Linked DNA regions of Danio rerio: region 1 is linked to region 2. A link is a contact called in public Hi-C data. All regions are on one chromosome and are shown on one strand. Each heading gives the region's core, a stretch centred on a gene start, on an enhancer-like site or on the middle of the called end of the contact. The rest is flanking DNA. Distances are from core to core; before and after follow the strand shown.

The links. Hi-C and Micro-C count contacts between places; a contact is called where the count stands out from the background.
Region 1: a contact with region 2 is called in a Hi-C map of an unstated tissue, with 2.0 times the contacts expected there. The contact joins the enhancer-like site here to the promoter of stam2 in region 2. A contact is called at or near these places in 2 of 18 Hi-C or Micro-C datasets (caudal fin and an unstated tissue).

The regions. Positions count from the first base shown.
Region 1 is chr9:39,922,612-39,925,876 of GRCz12tu, reverse strand. All of the region lies in intron 6 of clasp1a (cytoplasmic linker associated protein 1a), which reads right to left. Among named protein-coding and RNA genes, the nearest start is that of clasp1a, 44 kb to the right of the region's middle. Within about 2 kb of position 1,591, at least 12 of the 62 cell types and tissues checked have an H3K27ac peak or open chromatin away from gene starts, as enhancers often do.
Region 2 is chr9:39,754,202-39,757,428 of GRCz12tu, reverse strand. It overlaps stam2 (signal transducing adaptor molecule (SH3 domain and ITAM motif) 2), which reads right to left and starts at 1,327. Exons shown (of 14, transcript NM_001007369.2): 1 at 1,163-1,327. The coding sequence starts at 1,202. It overlaps hacd2 (3-hydroxyacyl-CoA dehydratase 2), which reads left to right and starts at 1,746. Exons shown (of 7, transcript NM_199861.2): 1 at 1,746-1,951. The coding sequence starts at 1,827.

The DNA of each region.
Region 1 (3,265 bases), core at 342-2,841, 170 kb before region 2:
TCTATACTACTTGTCTTGCAAAGAAAGCACACTAGCGACTGCATTTTCTGAGAAGGTTAAAAAGAGCACACCTCAGCCCATCAATCCACACAACATTTTGCAAAGGAGCTTTTGAGAATGTTCTCACTAATGGCATTTAACTTTGGTATGAGAATAGCAGTGAACTACAAGAACACTATTAAGAAGATAATAAAGTCAGCTGAAAGGTCAGTTGGAGTCAAAATGACATCTATCAAGGAACTGTATCAACAACATTGTCTGTCTAGGGCAAATAACATTTTAAGGCATGTAACCCACCCTGGCCATAGCCTGCTAACGCTCATGCCGCCAGGCTGGCATTTATGAAGCCTAAGGAGCAAATCAGTGCGGTTTCGTGACTTTTGAGTAATACCGTATCTTAAATACTATGGATAGCTAGTATGTAAAAATAAATCAATAAATAGTTAAACTAGCACAAATTGTTAATATTACAACTACTATAGCAAACTGTGCAATAGTTATTTAAGTATTAATTTATTCCCCTTTGTGATTTTTTTTTTAATTGGGTAATTTTTTGTTTAACTATTTATTATATATTTATAATTTATTAAAGCTTATTTATAATGTTAGCTTTTAATAGTGTTAGATGTTTTTTTATGTTCTTGTTGGGTCTGATGCAAACTAATTTCGTTGTGCATTACAATCTATTGTTTTGAATGACAAAAATGAAGGAAACTGATCTGAACTCAAATTATTAATTAATATCTAGCCAACTGGAAAATATTTAAATTACAGTTGTAAAAGTTGTAAAAACAATGTAAACTTACATAAAGACATGTTTGGACATCTGAATGCATAATTATCCAAAAACCCAAGGAGATATCTGAATGAAAGACTCGTGAATGACAGATTAACCTGCTGCTGCATCTCCGATAAAGTAAGTAATTAAATTTGAAAGATATGTGGATGATGTGTCGAGATGATTGACAGGGGACGTAACTAAGCAACAAAATGACCCATTTATGCGGAAATTGTATGTCCCAAATCTTGCATACCTTATCATTACACACTCAAAAGTTTGTACTTTTTCTTCACAAAAAAGTACGTAGTAGAAGTATGCGAATTGGGACGCTGCATCTGTCATTGTTTTCATCTGTGTAACGCCCACTGTCAGTTAACCCAAATATATTTCAGCACCCCAAGTTGCCTTGACGGAAAACACATTGCATTTCAATTTAGTCAGGAAGGCTGCCTCAAAATATATTCCAGAGAACAGTAGCAGCCTCCAAAATGAGACACATTCAGAGATATAAAATCCACCTGATGTAGTTTTTAAACAGCAAATAATACAAATATTACGAAAATGGACGGTTCATTTCATTGTGGCGACCCCTGATAAGTAAATGGACTTAGCTGAAAAGAAAATGAATGAATTACAAAAATGTAAACATTAGCTGAGTAACTTGCATCATCAGGCACTCTCCTGGTAATGTTTTGAATTTAGACTGCAATACCTAGTTCAACCACTAGGTGTCAATCCTACATACTGTCAGAGCAAACTGTTTTCCCCAGGCATGTTCCAATTGAGCCTGCCCTCAAAGTCTTAAAACTATAACCACTGAGAAGATCAGAGAAACAGATGCCTGCATGCACCCTGGAGACATGCACAGATTTTAAGGGGGAGGGACACCTAACAGATGTTACAACCAAATTCAGACCACAAGCAAATGCCGACGTGCTTTCCTCCTAGCTGTGACCTCAACTTCAATCAGTTTGTGCTAAAATTCACAAAGCAAAACATCTGTGAGTGGCACACAGTTCGGAATGCTATCTGTAAGAAGGTTTAAGCTGAAAGGCAGTGTGCTATGAGCATATAAATGTAGAGGCTAAGAGCAAATTAGTCTCAAGTTAAAAAGCAGATTCAAGGTCCGCAGGGAAATTAAGACCTAATGACCTGTATGAATAGCCACTTTAGCCCCTTAAGTGAAAAGAAGCATTGCAGACTGGTTCATAAATGTTTTCATTCTGTTTTAAAACGCTTACTAATGGTGGGGAACATCTGTCTAGATTTATCAACGCCTGGTAGAAGTAAATGAACAGATAGCAACATATGTTTCTAAAGAAAAAACAGAAGAGCACAGAAGCTTATGAGGTGTCTGTGACTATGTTTAAGTGGACATCAGTGATCAAATTATTTGCCTTAATATAGGCAAGTTTTATATTAACAAAAATGTTGTTTATAAGGTAGTATAAGCAGGGCCACACAGTATCTCAAAAAAAAAAAGTGTAAAAAAAAATCAGCAGATTCATGCGGAATGATTTTAGGAGTATCACAACTAAAAATTTAAAACCGGAGATAAAAAAAACAAACTTATAAACTTTTAGGTTTTAAAATGTAAATCCATTTGAATAAATATATATTAGCACACATTTACATAAGTAAATAACTAGACTCAATGATAAGCTTACAAATCTAAAAAATCAGTTGTGTGTAATGGCAGTTGAGAGTTTCCTTTGCTGTGTTCAGGATCATTGTCTTGTTGAAATGTCCACCCTGGTTTCATCTTCATCATCCGGGTTATGTAGATGTTGGACTGAAGCACCTGACATTTATTTACACTGATGAAGGGCAGGGCCCTTCTGAGAGATTTTAACTAACTTCTAACTACTGAGAGATTTCAGTTGCTGTCTGGGATTTCCATGCCCTTTTTTACATCTCTATTTTTATGTGTTCAATACATACCAGCACACATATTTTATTGTACAATTTAATTTCTAATCTAACTTGATTAGTTTTCTTTGTATTATTGAATAAAACAATAATATGATTAAGGTGTTTACATGAGTTGCTTTTTGGATACTTCGTTCATGATCCAGTTTTACATGTTATAGCACAAAATGTATTTGGTTCATTACGCTATTCACATTTTCCTCCTAAGTTTATGTATTTTCAGGTGTTTCATTTTTAATTAAAAATTTTAATTTCATAACTCCAGTTTGGCACTTTTACTTTCATTCAGGAACACTTCATGCATACCCCCGTGACAAACGAGTTATTGGATGAGAGTATAAACTGCTGGAAGAGTGTTGTTTTAATGGAATTGGATACAGCATGCCGTATGGAGAAAAAAACTCCACATTTCGCAGTGCATGTGTCTGTGGTCCTTCACTGACTGCGTAGGTGCAGAGAATAGTGTCAAACAGCATTGTGTGTATGAAATATCCTGTTGCAAAACGCAGCAAAAAGTCCTACACGATGGAAATAGTTTGATTAAGGCGTTTACAT
Region 2 (3,227 bases), core at 78-2,577:
CTTATGGTTTTGGTGTAGTTGTTTAAGGTTCCCTGTTTGGGCTTTTACTAACTTTACTTCATTGCCGTAGACTTCTATCAGTATGTTTTCGAATATCTTAATCTATTTGTTTATTACTATTCTTTTAATTATTTACTTTGAGCTGGCCTAATAGTAATAATAATTATAATATAATATATATATATATATATATATATATATATATATATATATATATATATATATATATATATATATATATACGTGTGTGTGTGTGTGTGTGTGTGTGTGTGTGTATTAAAATAAGCTTCTCCTGCTCACTAAGGCTGCCTTTATTTTTTGCCTTTATTACAGGACAAACTGTACAATTGTAAAATGGTATTGCACTATAAAATAACTGTTCAAAAGTACTTTATAATTTAATTTATTCATTAATTCCAGTGATTTTAAAGATGCTTTTTCAGCTTCATTACTTCAGAGTCACATGAGAAATCTCTCTAATATTAATTATTATGATTATTATTTTTTTATAATTAATGAAAAAAGTAATAAAAGCATTAATGAACGGAGTAATAATTTCATTTGAAACTACATACAATATTAACTAAAAAAATGAAGAATTTAATAAAAACTGACCTCAAACACTTGACCGGTACATATATATATGTGTGTGTGTGTGTGTGTATATATTTATAATTATCATTTGTTTTAGTATGTCTTTGTCGTTTATTCTTCAGTTTTTTATTCTTATTGTCACTATTATTGTTGTTGCCCTTATTACAAATATTAATATTATTCAAAAACCTGTATTCCTATATTTTGATTATTAAATGTATTTTCTTATGCACACTGCTATGCTGTCATCTACGTCATGTTTATTGTGTTGACATAATTCAAAATAAAAGAAATTTTGATGGAAAAAAGAATAATTTCAGCATTTAGTGTTCATCTAAAAAGTTCTTGAAATTCAAAACAACATCCCAAAGACACTGTCAGTTATCTATTTTACATTTGACAGCTTTAATAGTTAGATTTTGATAAATAAGTTATGAATGACCGATAAACAAAACAATAACAGAGCTCTTGAGGATCTTGCAGTGAACGGAGCGCTGCTGGATCGGCCCTTAGTTACTGACTTGTCAAGACCACATCACTTCGACAAAAACAACACTGCCAAACTCACCCACATCCTGATCGAACGGGTTTTGACCAAACAACGGCATTTTGTAACCTTTTCCTATGTGTCAAAGAAAAAAACTGAAGCGTATTATCTACGTAGATCGACGATTTATCCTTCTCTCATCCATTAAATTGCGTTCACTTCCACCAGTTGCTCTTCCGTAAACTTAGTAGACGAGCGCAATGCCTGCCAGAAAATACATCCAGGAAACTGTCAACATATTCTACATTTAAAGCAGCATGTTCACAAATTATATTAATACTCAAAATTTAACCAGTAAATTATTATACTTGTGCATATTTAAAAATATATATGTTTATATTTCAGACAGGCGCATAGGTTGAGTCAGAAGTGCGCTCTGACTTCAAGACTCGCACTGCCATCTAGCGGCTAGTTTAGATGTTTCTAGAACATCATAATTCACTTTAAATAATCTCAATATATTCACATACATTACTGTAATCATATTATTTTAGTTGTATTTGATGTAAATGCTTGCGAAAAAGACGACGCTAGTCTGTAACTGAAAAAACAAAGCATTGTTTACACTCTGTCCTCACCAGAGGGCGCTGGATTCATAAGCAGCTTTTTTACATGTCAGCAAGGCCACACGCCTTTATCCACCGGGACCATTGGATGATCCAGTCTTTCTAATGATAGTTCAGTCATGTCGGCACCTGCCATGGGGACCAGCAAAACAGCGCACAGTGAGTCCGGTCACAAGAAGAAAAAGGGCCCCGGAACACTGGCCACAGCATATCTGGTCATTTACAACGTGATTATGACAGCAGGGTATGGTGGAAATCAAATGCGCTTCCGTGCTTCTCTCTTCAAGCGTGTGTGTGTGTGTGTGTGTGTGTGACAGCAGAAATGAATGGTTGGATTTCTTCAGCCTGTATGACAGAATCGCGGTCACCTCCCCCATTGAGTCTATATTGTATTATTTAACACTGTTTAATTTGAAAGCTGAAACATTTCAACAAAGTTATTCTGCACATGTCTGCTGTGCAATCCAAATGCGGTGTAACGTAAAGCCTATTATCGCTTATTTAACTCGCCGTAGGGTTGGTGATGGGTGACAGCGAGCATTGGTTGTTGTTGCATGAATGCATTGTTCTTGTTTTACAGTCGCTGGTTTGTTTGGGCAGCGTTGTAACAGGGCTTGTAGTGAATTTAGTGTCTTTGTTAGTTTGAATGTAGCCTTGTATAGTTTGTAGACATTAGACTAGGCAGTGAATTAAGCGCACCTTAGACCTAGTAACCCAGAAACTGTTGCACAATAATGTCCGTTTCAGGAACTAATCGATTCGATTCGAGACAGCCGATTCGTTTCTAAATCACTCATCGTTGTTTTTTACATGAGCATATGTAATGTAAAGCTTATTTAGCAAATTCATGGCGAATGTGAAGCATTGGATATACTTTGTGACTATACTTTGCCTTAAATAAAAAAAAAAAAATAATGGATTTCTATTAATAAAATTATCCAAATCATTTGTTAAAATCACTTCTTTTAGTTTTTATTTGACCAGATTCTGTTGCATTATAATGATTTTATACAGCCGATTTATTTCTAAATCACTCATGTTTCTTTGACATGAGCATAATGTAAATATTGATAAACCTTACATTTTGAGCACTTTTATTGCGAATGTGAAGCATAAAACCTACTTCCTGAGTATGTTTTGCCTTAAATAAATCGAAAAAACATAATTAATTTTAATAAAATTATCCAAATTATTTATTAAAATCACTTTTTTTTTTTTTTTAGTTTTTTTTAGTTTTTTTTTGACCAGAAACTGTTGCATAATAATGTCCAATTCGGCAACTTTTCAATTCAATACAGTCGATTTGTTTCTAAATCCCTTATCTGGTTTTTTGACATGAGCATAATGTAAATGTTGATAAATCTTACATATTGAGCACATTTATGTTGAATGTGAAGCATAAAACATACTTCCTGAGTATACTTTGCCTTAAAATAATCAATACATCTGGATTTCTATTAAAGAAAGTATCAAAACAATTAGTTAAAATCACTTCTTTTAGTTTTAATTTTTCGTCAGTG